7 separate regions of the Sus scrofa genome follow, and regions 1, 2, 3, 4, 5 and 7 are each linked to region 6. The links are chromatin contacts, called in public Hi-C, HiChIP or PLAC-seq and promoter capture Hi-C maps. All regions are on one chromosome and are shown on one strand. Each heading gives the region's core, a stretch centred on a gene start, on an enhancer-like site or on the middle of the called end of the contact. The rest is flanking DNA. Distances are from core to core; before and after follow the strand shown.

Region 1 (2,835 bases), core at 181-2,680, 490 kb before region 6:
CTCCCCACCGGCCCACGGGCCCCCTGCCTGCCCGCAGCAAGTATGGCCCTAGCTTTCCACCCCTGCTGGCCATACCCACTGCCCAAGGATACCCTCCATCATTCTGCCCCCCCCTTCCCCTGCCAGGGTCCCTAAGGGGCAGAGGGCAGGGGATGCCCGCGTGTTGTGTGAGGTTTCATCTCTTCTTTCTTCCACCAGAGGCTCTTTTCTCACCAAGAAGCAGGACCAGGCAGCCCGGAAGATCATGAGATTCCTGCGGCGCTGCCGACACAGGTGCTGCGATTTGGCCCTGCCGCCTCCCCCATCCCACCTCCCGATCGGCCGGTGTCCCCTGACTCCTTCCTTGTCTCTCGGCAGGATGAGGGAATTGAAGCAGAACCAGGAGCTGGAAGGGCTTCCCCAGCCCGGCCTGGCCACCTGACTTCTCCATCGCCTTTCTCATCAGCCGGGGCCGCTTCTTGCAGTCTTAACAGGGAGAGGGCTCTCTGGGGGAGGGGGAGCCCCCCCACCCCACCCCCCGTTGGCAGCTTTCCCGTCACTTCTGTAGGAGCCCATCCTCGGTCTCCGCTCCCGCCCCCTCCGAAGTGCTGAACTCCCTCTCCCACCCCCGGCTCCTTCTCCTCTTCCCTCCGGGTCGTGCCCCCCTCTTTGAGTCCCCGGCTCCAGAAGACCCACGCCCCACATACCTGCATCTTCAGCTGTGACCTCCGGAGCCCTGCCTGCCCCTTCTCCACATCTCCGAACCCGCCTGTACCCACCTCAGCCCCTTCCTGACTTGCCTTATTTATTTGTTCAACGAGTCTCTGAATGTATCCGCCTCGGTCCCACCTCTGCCTTCACTGCGCGCGCGCCCCTCGTGTTTCAGGGCTGACTGTGCCCCCACCCCGACTCCGCATGTTTGCGTCTGTTCCCTCCTTTTCTGACCCTGTGTTTCCCCGTCACCCCGACCGACTCCGGCCACCGATCTCGGGGCCAAAGGAGGGGTGTATATAAGAACGCGTTGCGGAGTCCTGCCCCGTCCCCGAGGGGAGGGGGCTTGTACATAATGTAACATACAGAGTATAGTGAAGAATCTATTTAAGGCGCCGCGGGGAGGGCTGCACAGCCGGACTTGTGGTTCCTGGCGCGGCGGGGGCCTTCAGCCGGCTCTACGAGAGCACTTTCTACTTGTGCATGGGCTTGGTTTCTACGAATTGCCATTAAACATCGCTGCACCAGCCAGCCTCCGGCCTCTGTCTGACCGGGGAGTGGGGGGCGGGGGGGGCGGGGCGGGGCCTCCGCCCTTGGGAGGCTGCGCCGGGCGCCCCAGCTGGCGTCAGCGCCGCACGGGAGCTGGGCGGGGCGGGCGCGTGGTTTTCCGCCTCCGACGTGTTTCCGGCCTTAAAGGCATTTTGCCCTTCCCTTTAAGACGCACCGCCCCCTCTCAGTCACTCCCAAGATGGCGGACCTACTGGGCTCCATCCTGAGCTCCATGGAGAAGCCACCAAGCCTCGGTGACCAGGAGACTCGGCGCAAGGCCCGAGGTGAGGATCCCAAATTCACAACCGCCTTTTTTCGCCCGGTTCACAGGACCTCACTCCTTCCACTTTGACGACCCCGCCTCCTCAACCTTGAAAGACCTCTCACGGTCCCCTTCAGAGACCCCCGGAGTCCCTAAAAGGGCTACCGGCCCGCCCGCTGTTCTTAGCGGACCTTGATTGGCTACCTGAAGCCCAGCGCCAGCCCTCTCTCCTCTCCCTACCCTGGCCTTCCGCAGTCCTTCTTTTTAATTCGTCGACGAGCCCGCCTGTCCGCGGGTGGCGTGCTGTGATTGGTAGGCTGCCTCCAACCCCACCCAACCCCTTGGTGTTCTGCGGCGGCTCCTCTTCCCGCCTTCGGACCGGAGCGGGGGGCGTGTTCCACCGCTCTGCCTTTCCCGCCTCTCGGTGCTCGAGTCCCGGCAACCCCTGTCCCTATTCCGATTGGGCCCCGGACACGTCCATCCGCAAGCCTTTCACCCTTATTGGTCACCTCAACTTAAACGTCTACCTATCACGTTTCGTTCGACCTTCCTCTAGTCCACCCCACCCTCAGCACCTCTAATTGGTTGCTGAGTCCTTTTGGCGCCTTTCTGCCCCGCCTTCTTGATTTAACCCGCTCCCTTCTGCCGCTCCTCCAACCAACCTTCTTCATCTACACCCTTAAATGCCAGAACCCCCCCCCCGGGGGGGGGAGTGAATGTTGATTGGAGGGATGAGAATGCCCCTGCCCGGTCCGATTGGCGGTAGTCTCCCCGCCTGTGTTCTCCGAGTAACTTCCCTGCTGGCCTGTCAACTTGGGCTCCCAGCGCAGGGCGCGGCCCGCGGGGAGGGGCTGCCCTCTCTTTGGGTTGCTGCTCTGAGACGTGTGAATGAATCTGGCAGAATGACTGCCTTGGGGAGGACACCAGCCTTGACCATGTCCCGGGCACCGGCTCTCCACCCGTCCGAGGTGGGGCCAGGGCAGGCTAGGTTGCCTTCGAAGTCTCAAGTGCTGCCTAATATCGAACTATATCATCCATAGTTGCTGTCCTGAGTGGTTACTCGGGCCCAGGGGTACCCTCCAGGAGCCCACATGAAATGCTCACACGGGAGTTTAAAAACCAGCTTTATCAATGTCCTGAAGGAAAAATAATTGTTATGAGAGGGGCTACAAGTAGGGTCCTAACCTAGTCTGCAGTGAGCTGAGATGATGAAGAATGGGTAATTCGGTAAGTGAGAGGGGAGCACAGTGCTCAAGGCAGAGATTTGAAAGCTCTGAGGAAGAAGGGAGCCCTGGGACATAGGAAGTGGAATTTTTTAATGCTCACCATGACTG
Region 2 (2,700 bases), core at 5-2,504, 460 kb before region 6:
TTCTAGGAGTAGACTTTGTCTCCTCCCTCCGATTCTGGATTCCACCAGGCCAGATGTGCTCTTGCGCTAAGTTCCTAACTTGACTCTTCTACCTCCAGCTTCAATCATCCAAGAGGGAAAATTTTGGGAAACAGGAAAAAGGGAAGAAAATCACCTGAAGTCCCTCCTGGCTCAAGGCAGCCCCAAAGAGAGCTGGGAGGTCTGCAAAGTCCATGCTGGCATTGTGGTCCGAGATCTGCGGCAAGAGTCCATGTCTCTCCTTTAGCCTGCAACCTCTCCCCTTCAGCGCCCTTCCCCCATCTGCCCCTCAGACTCACCGCTCGAATAAGCCCCTGGCTGGGGGCCACTCCCCACAGCACAGTGGCCACAACCACAGGAAGCGGGAAGGCCGCAGGGTGCATGGCAGCGGGAGGGGAGAGGCGGAGGAGGCCGCGTCCCGATAGCAGGAGCAGAAGCGGAGTTCTGCGCCCTCTCTGGCCCTTCCTCAGGGTCCCAGGGGTCCAACCACCCCCAGGTCCCCCTTCTCAGCTACATGGGGACGAGGGGAAGGACCCCCGACTCGGGGAGTGAGATAGCCAACCCCCTTAGTGGAGCCGGGAAGGCGACACTAAAAATACCCTTTTCTGGTATAGGAATAAAACGGGGGAAAGGAACAGAAGCAAGCCCAGGTGACAGAAAAACTTCTGGAAGGGTGGGGGGAGATCACGGAGGTGGGACTTCCGGCCAGGTGGGCCGTATTCCCATTCCCTGTAAGAGGGTTTCCGGCAAAGAAGGTCAGGCCGCTTCCAGCATTGGACGCTCCAGACGAAGGACTTCCGGTCCTAAAAGTCCGGTTAAAAGAAAAGATTAGAGGTGAGAGGAGTGCCTGTACAGACGAAAGGAGCACCGAAGCCCCAGGCAACAGCTTGGTTGTTTCCCCTCTAGTGCCCAGGATCCTGCAACTGGCTGGCTTACAAACCTCTCCGCCTCCCTCTGGCCGCCGCCACTGCCGCCGCCGTATCTTCACGTCTCGCGAGAGTTCTCCCACACACATCCCTCCCACCTGCTGAGAGCTTCCCGTACCTACCGCGAGGGACTGCCTAACTCGGGCTAGTCTAAGCTCACGAGATCTCGCGAGATCTTCAGAAACCCTCTTCTCTGTGTTCCCGCGACTCCAATTCGATAAAAATTGCACCTATGCTCTGGCTTCCTAAATCAGCCACACCCCTTCCCGCACCCATTCTGGAAGCTCCTCCTTCAGCTCCGCCTTACTCCCGGCTGCCCTTGCGCTCGCGCCTGCGCCAACTTCCAGCTAGCGCTGGACCTGAGAGCCGGAGGGGTGTGCGCGCGCGCCCTCGCCCCTGTTGCGCGCGCAGTGTCACCTTGGGCGCGAGCGGGGCCGCGCGCGCACGGGACCGGGAGCCGAGGGCCATTGAGTGGCGATGGCGGCGACGGCGAGTCCCGGGGCCGGTGGGATGGACGCGAAGCCCCGTACCTCCCCTAAGTCGGTCAAGTTCCTGTTTGGGGGCCTGGCCGGGTAAGCTCAGGCCCCAGGGATGGGACAGGAGGAGGAAAGGACGGATGCAAGCAACCAGGCCCGGCTCATCTTTGGATCTGTTAGAGTGAACCGAGCCGGCACGGGGTCAGCGCGGTCCCCGTCGTAGTGCGAGATCCATGATGGGCTACCAGGATCTTTTTACCCATCGCAGGGTCCCTTCTGGGCTGCATGCACGGCTCCTGCCGGGCCGCCTGAGTTTCCCAACCCATTGCTTGGCTCTGAGGGGCTGTTTGGGGTTCCAGGTCATTGCATGGCTCCTGCTGGACAACGTGGGATCCCAGGTCATAAGTGCCCACCTCTCTTCTTTGGGTCCGACTGCATGCAGTCCTGGGATCCCTGCTTGACACCCTTGGAGCTGCATGGAGCACTTTTCTTGCATGGCCCCTACTGGACCCCTGGACTTTTCAGACTTATTGCTCTTGGTACATGTGGAGACTCTTGTACACATGTCCGCCAGCCTCCTAAAACTTGGTCAGTCACATGGCAGACCCTGCCCTTTGTGACCTCTTGTTGCCAGGTTCCAGGGGGCATTGGTAGATCTGGAACACCTGGCACTTGACTCCACCCCTTTCTTTCCCCAGGATGGGAGCAACAGTTTTTGTACAGCCCCTGGACCTGGTGAAGAACCGGATGCAGTTGAGTGGAGAAGGAGCCAAGACACGAGAGTACAAAACCAGCTTCCATGCCCTCACGAGCATCCTGAGGGCGGAAGGCCTGAGGGGCATTTATACAGGGTACTGGGGCCAGATGATGGGGGAGGTAGGGTGTGGGTTGGCAGCTCCAGACCTTGGCTTGATGCACTGACCCTTTCGCTCCCCAGGCTGTCAGCTGGCCTGCTTCGCCAGGCCACCTATACCACCACTCGCCTTGGTATCTATACCGTGCTGTTTGAGCGCCTGACTGGGGCTGACGGTACACCCCCTGGCTTTCTGCTGAAGGCCCTGATTGGCATGACTGCAGGCGCAACTGGTGCCTTTGTGGGAACGCCAGCTGAGGTGGCTCTTATCCGCATGACTGCTGATGGCCGGTGAGTTCCAGGTTTGAGCCTGACCCCAGCTCCGTTCCCTAGAATCTCCAGTGAAAGACCTGATTTCTTATCCTAGAGCTGGAGTACAGCATTCACCCGTTCACGGCCTTCTGGCCTCCTTTTCTTCGCTCCTGTG
Region 3 (2,784 bases), core at 22-2,521, 370 kb before region 6:
CAGCAAAGCCACGAATACCCAGGCTTTTCCAAACCTGATGGACCACAGGCTGCGTTGTGTTTGTGTGTGTACATACATATAAACATCCTCTTCCCGGCCCAGGCCAGAGTTTCTGAAGATAAGAAAGGCGTCCCCTCCTCCCCCAGTGCACTTGTCTTTCCTCCCAGCCCCACACTGCTGCAGAGTTGGTAATGTAATATGCGGGGACCCTGAGACCGGAAATGCCTGGTTCTGGACTGCTGCACTTGAAACGCGACCGCAGGCACGGGGAGAGCTGTGCAGGGGGATGAGGGCGGCGGTGGGAGGTGTGAGGCCGAGCGGGGAGGCTGGAGTGCCGACCGGGAAAGAGATGCAATTCACGGCCGGGCGAGGAGGAGAAAGGGCGACGAGGGCGAGGCTGGCAAGGCAGTGGCAAAGTCAAAATTCGAGGAGGCGAGAAAGAGGAGGGGGAGGAAGAAGACCTAAGTAAGAGCAAGGGGGGAAAGAGGCCCCAGAGGAGGTCAGGGGCCAGGGAGGTGATCCTACAGGTTCAGGGGAGCCAGAGGGTGACCCTCAAGCACCTGGGAGAAGGGGGTCCGGAACCGGAGTAAAGGTAGAGGTGGAGGGAAGTGTGGGGGCGGGGCACCCCAGGGCGGGGACCGAACTAGCTCCCAGAATCTGCAGCGCGTGGAGAGCCGACGGGAGCAGAGGGCGGGGGCCCGGCGGCGGCGGCTGCGGCGGGCGCGGGGGAGAGGGGCCGGGGTCGCGGCGGGGGACAGGGCGCCCGGGGAGCGCGCGAGGCGTGCGGGCGCCCGCTCCCCTGCGGCGGGGACTGGAACCAGGGCGAGGCTGGGGGGCGGCGCGCTCACCCGCAGGGCGGACAGGTCGATGTCGTCCAGGCTGCGGGCGGGGGCTGGGTCGCCCATGGCCTCCGCGGGGAACCGGGCCCCGGGGCCGCTCACGCTCCGGCTCGGTTTTTCCGCTGCCGCCGTCGCCGCTTCTCCCCCATCGGGGGATCCTGGGGGCGGACTCCACCGCGCCTCCCCCGGAGAACGGGGAGGGGGAGGGCCGGCGGGAGGACCTACCCACCGACTGACAGGAGCGAGCGCCCCAGAGCCTGCAACCCGAGCCTCCCCGCTGTCCTGCGCAGGCGCCGAGTGGCCGCGCACCGGGAGGGTGGAAGAGGGAACGTGACGCGAGCGCGCCGAGCGCCCCCTCCCCCTCGGCGCCGACACCTGCGCGCAGGCGCAGGCGGGAGAGCGAAAGGCGCGCGCGAGGACCGAGCGGCCGCGCGAGCCTGGCGTGGAAGAAGTGGGCGGAGGCCGAGGCGGCCGGGGAGCGCGCCCACCAGCCGGCGCGCGTGCGCACACGCGTTTCCTTCCTTTCCCTTATTTTTTGCCCTTTCTCTCCCCCGTTTCCTTCCGAGCTCTCCTTTGATGCCTTTCCTTCCCTTTCCCTCTTCTTTCGTGTGCCCAGCTGCCAATCAAGCCACCCACCTCTCTATTTGCGGGGGAAGGGGGCGGGACCCAACCTCCTCTATTACTAGGGGGGGTTGTTATGGTAACTCCCCACGCGAGGGCTGGGTGGCCTCTAGATAGGATGGGCTGTCCACCCACCTAATTGCCATGGCAACAGTGGAGCCGCCGAGGGAGGGGCCTCTAGTTGAAAACTTGGCTGGAGAAACCACCTGGGAGCTGGGGAGTGGAGAGGGGCACTAACTGCCGGAGGAGTGCCCCTTACCCCCTTCCCTGGCTGGAGTGGAGAGTGTGGAAGAGGGGATCTCAGATCTCAGAATAGGGAATCCTACAGCCGACCTTTGTCTCTGCACTTCTTGTTCTGCACCAAGGAACTGTTTCAACAATTATTCATTGACTGATCATTGGAGCTGTGCCTGGGGGGAGGGGGTGGCAAGGAGGGGAGGAGGAGGAATGTATGTCCAACCCCTTCAAATCTTGCTTGGGTCACCTTAGGTCTAGTCGTGTAGGCATAGCACCCCCAGCCATTAGCCTCACTGGAGGCTGGGTAACGCTATATAAAGAGCAAGGACTCGTGTTCTGCCACAGACACGCTGTGTGACCTTGAGCAGGTTGCTTTGCTTCTCTGGGACTTTCTTTCACTGTGAATTTGAAGAAGGCTGCTTGATCTCTTCCAGCAACAAGGGTATCTCTGAGAGATCCCACCATTAGCCATAATGTAAATATCACTTAGGAGGGTTTGAATGGAAAATCCTTGGGGGAGTTCCCATCGTGGCTCAGTGGTTAAGGAAACTGACTAGTAACCATGAGGACGCAAGTTCAATCCCGGGCCCCGCTCAGTGGGATAATGAGCTGTGGTGTAGGTCACAGACACGGCTTGGGATCCTACGTTGCTGTGGCTGTGGCGCAGGCTGGTGACTACAGCTCCAATTCGACCCCTAACTTGGGAACCTCCATATGCTGCAGATGTGGCCCCAAAGAAGTTTTAAAAAAAAATTTTTTTAATTAAAAAAAAAAGTCCTTGGAAAGGGGCAGACACTCCTTTCTGGCCACTTCTTTATAGCCTATTCAGATGCACCTGGATTCTTGCTTCCCTCCCCCCTTACCTTGCTGTTCTTGTCTAAGCCATTGTCTTTGTCAAATCATTACTCACCTCAATGCTCTCTCTTTTTTTAATGGCTACACCTGTGGCATATGGACGTTCCCGCCAGGGAGTGAATCTGAGCCACAGCTGTGACCTACACCACCAGCCCCTGGGATCAAATCCGAGCTGCTGCAGTCAGGCTTTTAACTCACTGTGCCACAGCAGGAACTCTGACCTCTAACACTC
Region 4 (2,721 bases), core at 118-2,617, 450 kb after region 6:
CTTAAGAGGGCGTCCTACACGCCCTCGCCTCCAAAGTGAATCGTTGATCCCCAAACCCGAAGTGCCTTCCTAGCCCGGAGTCGTTACAGAGAAACTCGTGTCCTTAAAAGTATATGTCGTCCCCAAGTTCAGAGTCCTTGTAATGGCGCTCCTGCTCCCAACCAATCCGGCACGTTTGGGGAGTCGGGCGCGAAATCCGCTCTTGGTACCCTGTCCGGGCCAGGTTATGCTCTCCTCTCCTGCTTGCCGCGAGGTCCCCGACCTGTCCCGCTCCCCGTACCCGCTGCTGGCCACCGGCCCGGGGCTCGGTGGAGGCGGCAAGCGCTCACGCTCTCGTCTCTGGAGTCCCGCAGCTGCCAGGCGGCGCAGCCCGGGTACCTAAGGCCTCGCTCACCTGGCCGCAGCTTCTGTGGCTGGCGGGTGGGCCAGAGCCGGGAACAGCTTTTAACGACTGACTCCTCCCCACTCCCTCCCAGTGGGCCGCGCCTCCTCGAGGGCGCCAACATCCCCCTCCCTTAGGCGAACCCAGGTGTCCCGTTCCTCCCAGCCCCCAACGCTCCCCCTTAGGGCACCCCGCCCCCTCCCCACCCAAGACCCAGAAGTCAGACCTTCCAGCCCCGGGAGCTCGAACAGCTTCCCCTCCCTTCTTAAGCACTGGCAAATTAAAGTCAATGCCTTTGCACAAAGGGATCAAGCTCCAGGGGATCAAAAGCCCTCAGGGTCAGAGTTGTGCTGGGAGGAAGGTGAAACACCCCACCCCCACTCCCACCCCTTCTCAGAGGCCTACTGCTTCTCAAACCCCTGACCTGTGCCCCGGGGCAAAATAGCCAGGCGGTCAGGAGGTAGGCAGGCCATTTCTGTTTCCTGAGTCATCCCAGCAGGTGCTTGGGTTGGCAATTGCAGCCCTTTCCAGGTGAGAAAATTTAAACCCTCCCAGCCACAGCCCCCAAACCCAGGTTTTTCCACTGCACATTTTATCTCCAAACCTCAGAATTAGGGAGGCAGGGACGACTCCTGAGGCTGAGAGGTCAGTGACGTGGATGCTGGAGAAAAAAGCCTGGATCCAGAGCAGAGAAGCAGGAGGAATGAGGGCTGGACACCCAGGTCTCAGGGCTGTGGGCGAGGGAACCCTGCTCCCCACTCTGCCCAAGGCCCAGCCCAAGCCCCAGGCCTCAGGTAATCCGATTAAGCAGCCTGCCTTGGCTCTCAGCTCCTGGCAGGAAGAGCTCCAGCTCTACCTGGCCCGCCGTCGTGACTCAGGGTATAGGAGTGGCCCAGCTCCCTCTACCAGCACACCTGAGGGAGGGGAGAGGCAGCAAGCCACTCTCCTCTAGACCCAGGAGGGTACCTGGGCCTGGGGATCTGAAGAATGTCAGAAATTCCCAGAAGGAGACCATCTTTGGAATGCTAGAGAAATCAGGTGTGGAGATAGAGGAAACGAGGGCCAGGGGCCAGGGCAGGTCATTCCTACACAGACAGACCAAACTGGCACAGGAAGGCGCAAGAACCAGAGAGCCATTTGGATTTTTTTATTCTCTTTTTAAATACTGTACAGTGAAAAATAAATACGCCTTCTCATCCACCAGACAAGGTTGGTCCCCCCTCCCCTGGGGGACCTTGTCACCCCCCTTCATACACACCCCTGGTTCTACTCCAAAACCTTCCCCATGCCTCCCACCCACTTAGACCCTTACTATCCCCGTCTTCCACAGTGATGAGGCCCCAGAAATGGGGGGTACAGGACGGGAGTAGGGATAGCAGGGGAACCCCCCTGAACTGTCACATCTGGGTGGGTCAAGGAGCACCCCGCACCAACAGGCGGAGAATGGGGGTGTTCAGAGAGAGATTGGGGCATTAGAGGATAAAGGCACATCCAGTCTGATGGGGAAGGAGAGAGGCTCCCCTTACCCTGGGGGTAGGGTGGACAAGAGGGAGGGGGTATGACCCTGTTACACACCCCTCCACTAGCTCCTGGAGGTTGGGGGGGACCCAAGCTGCTGTGCCACCCCCCTCCCCCCTAGATAAGAGCAGCTCCAGCGCAGGTCAGTCGGGCCTGTGAGGGCCATGGTGTTGGGCAGCAAGCGAGATGGAGAAGGGAGGGATGCGGGCTGGAGGGTTTATGAAACCCCATTCACCAAACTACCCAACTCCAGGGGGGCGGAGAGCTCCCCATTCTCTGAGGGGCCCTTAGGAAGCTTGCTGACAGAGTCACCCTGAGGGGGAAATGGGAAAGAAAACGGAGAGGACGAAAAGAGAAGGGTCAGTAGAAATCCAGGTAACGACAAGCCCCTACCGTCCCCTTGCGCCAGGCATCCGCTGACCCGGGGGTTGGTTCACCTGATGGGACTCTAGTCACATTTACTCAGATCCAGAAAATAAGAACCCAACTTTCCTTTCTCCTCTACTGAAACTTTCCAGTATTCTAAATGCAGCCTACACTCCGTCAGACACACCTTCTCTGCAATTTAGTAAGAGATTTCTTTGGCAGTTTTCTTGTGCCCCCCCTGCCCTAGAACAACAAAAAAGGAGGTAGGGGGAACTACATCTTGCTTGCCTACCTTCTGTCCTGAAAGAGAATCCTCTGAAGGTTTAGTGCGTTCCAGGGGTGGCCGCTGGCGGCTCTGAGACTCTGCTCGGGAGATATAGTCAGCCACAGTCACTGGGGAAGGCAGAGGACCGAGTTTCAGAAGGGACCCAGGTACCCGACCACTGAACCCCAAG
Region 5 (2,794 bases), core at 139-2,638, 290 kb before region 6:
GAGCACCCAAAGGGCAGGGTCCTGGGGCAGCCTTCTGATCTGAGCCTCCAGCTGCTGCCAGCGGCCCTCGGGGCTGGTCCCCACAGCCCCACGCTCCGCCATGAACTTGTGGAACCAGCCAAAGAGAAGGGCAGCGAAATCAAGGAACTCATCACGGTATCCAGACACAAACTCCATGTCTTCAGGGGCACAGGACCTGGGCCCAGGCTGAGCAGAGGAATGGATATATGGTGAGGGAGAGGTATGGGGGAGAGTTTGGGGCTGGGTCTCAACAGGGGGGAGGGTGTGGGTTTAAGGGTCCCTTGCGGTGGAATCTGTGGGTGAGTGTTGGGATGGAGAATGGAGTTTTCAGGGCTGAGGATGGGAGTTCAGGATGAAAATGGGGGCCAGACGTGAAAGCGGGTGATGAGGGTTAAGGCTGAGTCGTCAGGAGGGAGATGGTATTTGAGGCTCAAATCCTCAAAGGTAGGGTTTGAGATGAGGCTAGAGGGAAGGGAAGGCCAATCCTATGGCAAAGGCTTTGGTGAGGGAAGAATTTTGGATCCGTCGATGGGTTTGGGAGGAGGGAGCAGGAGCCCGGGCTTCCCTTCGACTTGGAGCGGTTTGGCGGTGCGCCCCGGTACACGTAGCCCCTCCCGGCCGCTCCACTACTCCGGTACCTGCAGCCGCCACCTCTTTTCGAAGGTAAATACCTCGGGTTGGGGCGTGACGTCAGGGCGCCCGAGCCCCCAGCCCAGTCCTCGGGTGGCACGCCCCCTGCACCCTCGCGGCTCGGAGGCCGCCCCCAATGTGTCTTAAGGGACTGGGCGCGCGGACTGGCCTGCTGCCATCACGCCGGCGGTGTGATTGGATCCCGGCGCACCCAGACCCGGGCTGGGAAAGTGAGAGCCTCTCATCGCGGGGAGGGCGGGCTGGCGGGGCTGGCATTCCGGGACCGAACCGGATCAGCCCAGCGGGCACTGGCCGGGCAGCCTGGGCTTTTCTTTCGCTTTCTTTCGCCTTCGTGCATTCCTGGCTGCCCCTCGACGAGACTGGGCTGGGCGCGGGGGCGCGGGGGCGCGGGGGCGCGGGGGCGCGGGGGCGCGGGGGCGCGGGGGCGCGGGGGCGCGGGGGCGGGGCGCGGGGGCGCGGGGGCGCGGGGGCGCGGGCGGACGAGCTCCGCCTCCCGGAGTTTCCCCGCCGCCCAGGCTGGCGATCACGCGACTTCGACGGTACTGTCCGTTCGAGGCCCCGGGGGCGCCGGTGAGGGCGCCGGGAGGGAGGCGCGGCCGTTTCGCGCGCCGCCTTCGCCGATGGTCAGGCGGAGCGGGAGAAGGAAACGAAAGCTCCTGAGAAAGCAGCTGGACGCCAGGCTCCCGAGCTCGTCTGGGTGTCAGCCCGGGCGAGGCCGCCGGGAGAAGATGCCGCTCTGGGAACTCTGGTTCTTCTTGCTCGCACTCTTTCTAGCGTGGCTGACTCCACCAGGTTCGGGGAGGCCCCGGCTGGTGCCCAGATCCCCAAATCCCGGGAAAGGGGTGGGGAGCACTGGGTCCACGGGGTTGGGTTGAAGAAGCGGGGAGCCAGGGTCCCCAAGGACCAGCTGCTTGGGGTTGGGGAACAGGCTGGGGAACACCTGGGTCCAGGTGTGATTGCGGACGTACTTGCGGAGTGTGGTGTGTGGGTTGAACCTGGGGGCAGATCCTGAGGTCTAGGCGAGAGGCTGCACTGGGGCTCTGGGTTGGAGGCTGAGTCCAACCTGTGCTGACCGCCTCGTTCCCACTCAGGCAATGGCAACGAAGGCAGCATGGCTGGAAGTTGTCCTTGCAATAGAAGGATTTCTTCCCACTCCCCTCCGACCGATCACGACATGAGACATCTCCGGAAATACCTGAACCACTATCAACACTGTACTTCCTACGTCAGGTAATCTCACCCCCGGCGGGAAGGGCAGTGCCTCCCGGGGTCTCCAGGACCCTCTGTGGTCAAACTCGAACTCCTTCTGGGAGGAGCTCTGGCCCTCTCTCGGGGTTATCTTTGCCCTAATTCTCCACACCTTCGTTTCCCTGAATTCCCACCTGGAATGTCCGAGTCCCAGCAGAAACTGCCGAATCTTGGCAATGACCTCACTTCTTTGGAACGAGGAAAGAGCTGGGAAAGGGGTAGGAGGTGGAGAGGGGAGACCGCTGAGACTGAGTCCTTCCTCGCAGGTTCCAGCTACCCCGTGGGAGTGTATGTGGAGGCAGCAGTGACCAGTGGGTGCTGAAACTGATGGGCTGCTTTGATCGCGGAGGTGAGTCCCCTGCCCTCCACCAGGGGTCAGCAAGCTGGAATGCACTTTTTTTTTTTTTTTTTTTTTTGCCTCAGCCCTTAGTCACCTCACATTCCTATTCTGTGTACTTGCTTCTTCTTCTTCTTCTTCTTCTTTTTTTTTTTGCTTTTTAGGGCCGCACTCGCGGGATATGGAGGTTCCCAGGCTAGGGGTGGAATGGGAGCTACAGCTGCCAGCCTACACCACAGCCACCGCAATGCCCGAATCTTTTTTTTTTTTTTTTTTTTTTGTCTTTTTGTCTTTTTGCTATTTCTTTGGGCCGCTCCCACGGCATATGGAGGTTCCCAGGCTAGGGGTCGAATCGGAGCTGTAGCCACTGGCCTACGCCAGAGCCACAGCAATGCTGGATCCGAGCCGTGTCTGCAACCTACACCACAGCTCACGGTAACGCCGGATCGTTAACCCACTGAGCAAGGGCAGGGATGTTCCTAGTCAGATTCGTTAACCACTGTGCCACGACGGGAACTCCCGCAATGCCCGAATCTT
Region 6 (2,700 bases), core at 128-2,627:
TTTTCTAGAGCCACTCCCACGGCGTATGGAGGTTCCCAGGCTAGGGGTCGAATTGGAGCTACAGCTGCCAGCCTACACCACAGCCACAGCAATGCCAGATCCTTAACCCACTGAGCGAGGCCAGGGATCAAACCCGCAACCTCATGGTTCCTAGCTGGATTCATGAACCACTGAGCTACGACGGGAACTCCGATAGCATATAGATTTTCTAATTCAACTCCCCTGCCAATCCTAAAAGTAGGTACTATTATTAGCTTCAATTTACAACTAGGGAAACCAGCTGAGAGGTTCAAGATCTTGGTCAAGTTAACAAGTGATCAAGCCCGGACTGAAACTCTGATTTGATTCTAAAGACTGTGCCCTTAGGCACGATCATACAGCCACACCAATTTCCACATCTTTGATGCAGTCCCCACCAGCCAAAGTTCTGACCCCACTCCCCCCTCCCCCCAAAAAAAGAGCATCTGGGGCATGATTATTTTTATTTCCCACATATAAAGATTCAATACGCTTTTGAAAAGTACCCAGCCTCCCTCCTCATCCCAGCCCACTTGTCCGGTATGAACACTTGAGCTCACATTTCAAGGTCAGTGTCCTAAAGATCTTGAAGCCGAGCCCTATAGCGCTGTGTAAGACTGGAGAAATTGGGTGCTGGTGGGGTAGAAGGGGCTTATTGCTCCAGTGGTGGTCACAGCTTGTCTCTTTAGTCTATCCCACCATGAGATCAAAAATTGTGGTCAGGAAGTGCTTGTTACTAGAGTGCAGAGGAAAAGTTTCCAGCCCCACTGAAGAAGGGTGCTTGGTGGGGCTCCAGTGAGCTCAGAGCTGCACTTCCTCTCCCCAGTTATTTTTGGTCTCCGTGACCTGTAGGTTTCCTGTTAGTGGGAACAGGGAACAGGAACGAGTTCCTATTACAGAAATCAGCGCAGGAGTCCAACAGCCCATTCCCTTGCCTCCTTCCTTGGTCTTTGAATCCCTCGGGGATCTAGCCGGCTAGATTCTAGTGGCCTCAGGTGCTTGGCCAGATACTTTGTTTAGTCTTATCTCAGAATCCCTCGGAACCCCCTCCCCCACCCACCCCCGCCCCACCTTTCAACTCCTGGGTCCCTCATTAAGCAGGTACGTTATCTTCTCCTGAAGTAGTTCACCCACCGCCAACCCCCAGGGACTCCTTACGTGCACGTCTCCGTGCTGAAATCTGGTCGAATTAGCCCGCTAGGTAGACAGGAGACCGAAGGAGCCTCCTCGTAGGCTCCTGGGTCACGCGGGGTCCGCTGACTTGGTCCCGGAAAGTCCCCGCCTCACGCATGCGCCGGGCTCGTTGCCCCTGCAAGGAACGGGCTCTAAACCCCGCCCCGCCCCTCTGGCCCCGCCCCTCGCCGAGGAGTTCCGCGTTTTCATTGGTGAGCTGCAGACGGGGATGTCGGCCGGGCTGGCCAGGTGCTGACCCTTCCGATGATAAGATTGATGATCCACCCGGAGGCTGGCGCCCCAGGGGTGGGGCTCAAAGCCAGTGCTGCCCCCGCCCCCGGGCTCCTAGACCGAATGGCCGCCCCTGCCTCCGTCTGTCCCACCCGGGCCCGGACTCTCGACTACCGCCAGCGTAGCCACGCCCCCTGGCGCTGAACGCGGGGGGCCAGCGAGGGCCTGGTCACCCCACCTATATCGCTCCCCCACTAAGGAAAAGGCGCAGGCGCCTCACGCAGCCTCTCTGCATCTTTCAAGCCCTCGTAGGTGCTTTCCTCGCTACCATCCTCTCCGCCCCCGCGCGGTCCGGAGCCGGCCGGCTGGGTGGCCAGGTGGGTGGGCGCAACCTCCTGAGCCCTGCTCCCGAAGGTCTCTTGGTGGCGGCTGCCCTGTTGCCTCCCTGATGGCACATAGGGCTGAGCCCCCCGACGGGGGCTGGGGATGGATGGTGGTGCTCTCAGCGTTCTTCCAGTCGGCGCTGGTGTTCGGGGTGCTCCGCTCCTTCGGCGTCTTCTTTGTGGAGTTTGTGGCGGCGTTTGAGGAGCAGGCGGCGCGAGTCTCCTGGATCGCTTCCATAGGAATCGCGGTGCAGCAGTTCGGGAGTGAGTGCTGCGCCTGGGTCCAGAGTCCTGCGACCCTTGACCCTCGGAAGGGAGGCGGGGGTGGGGGGAGACAGTCAAGGAGATGGGGCGGGTGGTTGCTGGGGAAGGACGCCTGGGCGCTTCCCCCAGAACCTTTCCTCTTCTCCAGGCCCAGTGGGCAGTGCCCTGAGCACGAAGTTCGGACCCAGGCCTGTGGTGATGGCTGGAGGCATCTTGGCTGCATTAGGGATGCTGCTCGCCTCCTTTGCTACCTCTTTGACCCACCTGTACCTGAGTATTGGGCTGCTCTCAGGTGAGACCCTGGGCAAGGGCCGGAGAGTCAAAAGCCTGAGTCTTTGGCCTCTGGACTTTTTACCTTCTTCTGGCTGCTTTGAAAGGCTTAGGGAGAAGCCGAGGGAAAGGTTTGGCTGGCGCCTGGGCCCTGAGGGGCTTCTTAAAGAGAGGTGACTAAAGTGAGAAACCGGTTAGGGAAGATCAGGAAACTCAAAGACGATGAATCCAGAAAGTACAAGCCCAGGGCTAGTGGGACTGGAGTTACTGTGAAGTGGCGGCAGGGACTTTTCATTATCCTATTTACAGATGAGCTTATGCTACTCGCAAATGAAGCACATGCAGCCAGAAACGGGAGAGC
Region 7 (2,736 bases), core at 192-2,691, 350 kb before region 6:
CTGGTGACCCGGGTCAAAGGAGGGGACCCAGGGGCCAGAGGTGGGGGAGGAAAGTAGCTGGGGAAAAAAAATGGTTGTGGCCTGGGGATGAGGCAGGCAGAAGGCAGTGACGGGGGCTGGGGGCTGGCAGCCCGGGCTGCCCGAGGTGAGGGGCACCTGCCCTTCCCAGGAGGCAGTCTGGTCCCCCCTCACCGAGCCAGTGGGAGCAGACTCATCAAGACTTTGTGTCTCAGGAGGTCCCGATGCAGCTCTTGAAAATGACGGAACTTCTTCTTGGTTGTCCAGGTAAAGTCGCCGTGAGTCAAGCGGACAGAATAGAGGGTGCAGGTTCCCACCTGGGGGGGGGGTGAGGAACTGAATGCTCATTCCCTGGATGGGTGGCAGCCCCCCACTCCGACCAGCCCTCCCCTGCCCCCTCCAGCCACCTTGGATCCACTGGTGTATCTTTCAGTGCCCACCACCTGGGCTATGACAGGGACCCCAGGGGCAAACACCAGGGGGTGCATTTTCAGGGGCTGGAGGTCGTAGATGGCCAGAAAGGGGTGCATCCGGTCAGCTGGCAGGAAAGAAAGCAGAAGAATGTGGACCCCAGGAGGTCTCAGCGCCCTCCTCCTCCTCTCCTCCGGGGCTGTCGTCGGGGTGTACCTGGGTCCTCTCCCTCCCTCAGAGTGTCCATCTCATCCCGCTCCATCTGTAACTGGCTCGAGTCCAGGTCATCCCCAGACGGGAAGAGGCTCTCGGGGGTCGCCGCCATCCTAGGAATACGGGGAAGCTTCGGGAAGGCGATCTGCTCTGCAGAACCCTGTCTCCCATCCCATCTCACGGTCCTCCGTCTCCCGTCGGTCCCTCATTTCCCCCCACCCGGCTCCCGCTGACACCCATCCTCTCCCTGATAATGGCCCATCGGTCTGCAACGCATCTAATCTCCATCCCTTATCTCGATCCTTCATCCAGAATCCCTGAGCTCCGCCTCCAGTCCCCTAACCAGCGTGCCGAGGAACACCCGGCCAGGCCCCGAAGGAAGGCACAGCAGAAGCCAGGGGAGGGACCCCGGGGGTTGCAAAGGGCCCGGAACCGCCGGGATTCCAGCCAGGCCAAGCCAGCTGGAAGAAGGGGTCCAGGCGGGAATGAGGAAGTTACGCGTCCCCGCCCGGGAGGGAAACCCCGAAATCTGAGCATGGGGCTGAGTCCGGAGGCCCCGAAGCCAGGACCCACTCCCGTTCCCGCCCTGTTTCCCGGGCCCGGGACCTCCGCGGCGCCCCCTCCCAGGTCCCCTCACCCGGGCAGCCGGAGCCGGCGAGGGCGCGGCTTCGCAAGCAGAGGGAGCGGTGCAGAGCCGGAGCGGGAACCCACACCCCAGCGGGCCGGGGCGGGGCGGGCGCTCAGGGCCTGCCCCCGGGGGCGGGCCGGCCTCCGGCCTCACCTCCGCGGGATTCTCGTCCGGCCTGTCCCGCCCCCGCCGCCCTCGGCCCGCCCCGGCGTCCTTGCGCGCTACCGGGGACTGGGGGCCGCCCTCTGCGCCTCGGGATCGCGCAGCAGGCTCCGAGCATCCGCGCGGCTCTGTCCACCCGGCTGTCCCGCGCCGTCGATCTGCACGTGCCGGGCCGCAGCCCTGTGGGCGCTCGGCGCTGCGCACCCTCCTCCGCGCGGGCGCGGGCCCCCGGGGTCCCCTCCGGCCGCCCATCCCGCCTGGGCCTCTGGCCGGACTCACTTTGCAGAAGCGACCGGAGAAATGCCCGGGCCGGCCCAGCTGGCATTTGCAGATGGAAGGAATGATGGAAGCCTTGAGGACTGGTGGCCACTAGTTCATTAACGTACCCAAGTTTTCTTTCATTCATTCCTTATTGCACGCTTGCTCTGCGCCAGACACTGGGCGTACAATAGTGAACAAGACTATCACAGCACCTGCTCTTCTGGAACTTACCGAAGAGCAAACAGGAAAACAGGCTATTTTTCAGGTTACAAAAGACAAAATATTTCATTTTTTAAAAAGTAGATTTATCTCTTCTGGATGGAGGAATGGGTTGATGGATATTTCTTGATAGACATTTGGGTTGTATCTAGTTTTTGTCTATATGACTACAGCTGTTATAAACATTCCTGGGTAAGTCTTTGTGTAGATATGTCTTCATTTCTCTTGGGTAAATAGCTAGGAGAGGAGTTGCTGGGTCATGTAATTGTATTTTAACTTTTTAAGAAATGGCGAAACTCATTTGATTCCTAATTGTACACATTTAAAATATAGAGACAGTGAAGAAAGTGTCAAACGAAGACTATTTTTTTTTTTTTCTAGGGCTGTACCCATGACATGTGGAAGTTCCCAGGCTGGGGGTCTAATCAGAACTGTTGCTGTGGGCCTACACCACAGCTGCAGCAACACAGGATCTGAGCCAGGTCTGTGACCTTTGCTGCAGCTCATGGCAATGCTGGATCCTTAACCCACTGAGAGGGGGCCAGGGATTGAACCTGAGTCCCCATGGATACTAGTTGGGTTTGTTACCACTGAGCCACAACTAGGAACTCCAGGGCTATTTTTAAGTCGCCATTAAAAAGCACTTTTTGGAGTTCCTGTCGTGGCGCAGTGGTTAACGAATCCGACTAGGAACCATGAGGTTGCGGGTTCGGTCCCTGCCCTTGCTCAGTGGGTTAAGGATCTGGCATTGCCGTGAACTGTGGTGTAGGTCGCAGATGCGGCTCGGATCCCGAGTTGCTGTGGCTCTGGCATAGGGCGGTGGC

Evidence for each region. Promoter capture Hi-C pulls out the DNA fragments that hold promoters and counts their contacts. A called contact is a pair of places that touch in the nucleus more often than the background predicts. HiChIP or PLAC-seq counts read pairs in DNA pulled down with a chosen protein or histone mark.
Region 1: a contact with region 6 is called in an H3K27ac HiChIP or PLAC-seq map of alveolar macrophages. The contact joins the promoter of SPAG7 here to the promoter of SLC16A13 in region 6. A contact is called at or near these places in 1 of 5 promoter capture datasets (liver) and 1 of 2 datasets of contacts at active chromatin or transcription factors (alveolar macrophages).
Region 2: a promoter capture Hi-C map of liver shows a contact between it and region 6, with 4 times the contacts expected there. The contact joins the promoter of SLC25A11 here to the promoter of SLC16A13 in region 6. A contact is called at or near these places in 2 of 5 promoter capture datasets (fetal liver and liver), 1 of 47 Hi-C or Micro-C datasets (liver) and 2 of 2 datasets of contacts at active chromatin or transcription factors (alveolar macrophages and skeletal muscle).
Region 3: a contact with region 6 is called in a promoter capture Hi-C map of fetal liver, with 4 times the contacts expected there. The contact joins the promoter of MINK1 here to the promoter of SLC16A13 in region 6. A contact is called at or near these places in 1 of 5 promoter capture datasets (fetal liver) and 1 of 2 datasets of contacts at active chromatin or transcription factors (alveolar macrophages).
Region 4: a contact with region 6 is called in an H3K27ac HiChIP or PLAC-seq map of alveolar macrophages. The contact joins the promoter of SOX15 here to the promoter of SLC16A13 in region 6. A contact is called at or near these places in 1 of 5 promoter capture datasets (fetal liver) and 1 of 2 datasets of contacts at active chromatin or transcription factors (alveolar macrophages).
Region 5: a contact with region 6 is called in an H3K27ac HiChIP or PLAC-seq map of alveolar macrophages. The contact joins the promoter of CXCL16 here to the promoter of SLC16A13 in region 6. A contact is called at or near these places in 2 of 5 promoter capture datasets (fetal skeletal muscle and liver), 1 of 47 Hi-C or Micro-C datasets (liver) and 2 of 2 datasets of contacts at active chromatin or transcription factors (alveolar macrophages and skeletal muscle).
Region 7: a Hi-C map of liver shows a contact between it and region 6, with 3 times the contacts expected there. The contact joins the promoter of PLD2 here to the promoter of SLC16A13 in region 6. A contact is called at or near these places in 1 of 5 promoter capture datasets (liver) and 1 of 47 Hi-C or Micro-C datasets (liver).

Annotation. Positions count from the first base shown.
Region 1 is chr12:51,947,483-51,950,317 of Sscrofa11.1, forward strand. It overlaps SPAG7 (sperm associated antigen 7), which reads left to right and starts at 1,431. Exons shown (of 7, transcript NM_001243921.1): 1 at 1,431-1,523. The coding sequence starts at 1,439. CAMTA2 (calmodulin-binding transcription activator 2) reads left to right here. Exons shown (of 23, transcript XM_021067750.1): 21 at 1-40; 22 at 199-273; 23 at 358-1,221. The coding sequence ends at 421.
Region 2 is chr12:51,969,540-51,972,239 of Sscrofa11.1, forward strand. SLC25A11 (mitochondrial 2-oxoglutarate/malate carrier protein) reads left to right here and starts at 1,255. Exons shown (of 8, transcript XM_021067766.1): 1 at 1,255-1,516; 2 at 2,119-2,271; 3 at 2,358-2,564. The coding sequence starts at 1,422. It overlaps RNF167 (E3 ubiquitin-protein ligase RNF167), which reads right to left and starts at 1,272. Exons shown (of 10, transcript XM_003131906.4): 1 at 959-1,272; 2 at 318-821; 3 at 155-235. The coding sequence starts at 401.
Region 3 is chr12:52,065,416-52,068,199 of Sscrofa11.1, forward strand. It overlaps MINK1 (misshapen-like kinase 1), which reads right to left and starts at 1,272. Exons shown (of 32, transcript XM_021067776.1): 1 at 849-1,272. The coding sequence starts at 905.
Region 4 is chr12:52,884,418-52,887,138 of Sscrofa11.1, forward strand. SOX15 (protein SOX-15) reads right to left here and starts at 1,368. Exons shown (of 2, transcript XM_003131946.4): 1 at 1-1,368. It overlaps FXR2 (fragile X mental retardation syndrome-related protein 2), which reads right to left. Exons shown (of 17, transcript XM_003131974.5): 16 at 2,559-2,659; 17 at 1,515-2,213. The coding sequence ends at 2,118.
Region 5 is chr12:52,144,805-52,147,598 of Sscrofa11.1, forward strand. It overlaps CXCL16 (C-X-C motif chemokine ligand 16), which reads left to right and starts at 1,389. Exons shown (of 5, transcript NM_213811.1): 1 at 1,389-1,464; 2 at 1,764-1,902; 3 at 2,187-2,269. The coding sequence starts at 1,401. ZMYND15 (zinc finger MYND domain-containing protein 15) reads right to left here and starts at 209. Exons shown (of 14, transcript XM_003131915.4): 1 at 1-209. The coding sequence starts at 177.
Region 6 is chr12:52,434,142-52,436,841 of Sscrofa11.1, forward strand. SLC16A13 (monocarboxylate transporter 13) reads left to right here and starts at 1,378. Exons shown (of 4, transcript XM_003131926.4): 1 at 1,378-2,069; 2 at 2,218-2,361. The coding sequence starts at 1,871. It overlaps SLC16A11 (monocarboxylate transporter 11), which reads right to left. Exons shown (of 6, transcript XM_005669186.3): 5 at 1,177-2,700; 6 at 466-875.
Region 7 is chr12:52,086,363-52,089,098 of Sscrofa11.1, forward strand. PLD2 (phospholipase D2) reads right to left here and starts at 1,442. Exons shown (of 25, transcript XM_021067789.1): 1 at 1,280-1,442; 2 at 646-755; 3 at 426-556; 4 at 193-335. The coding sequence starts at 754.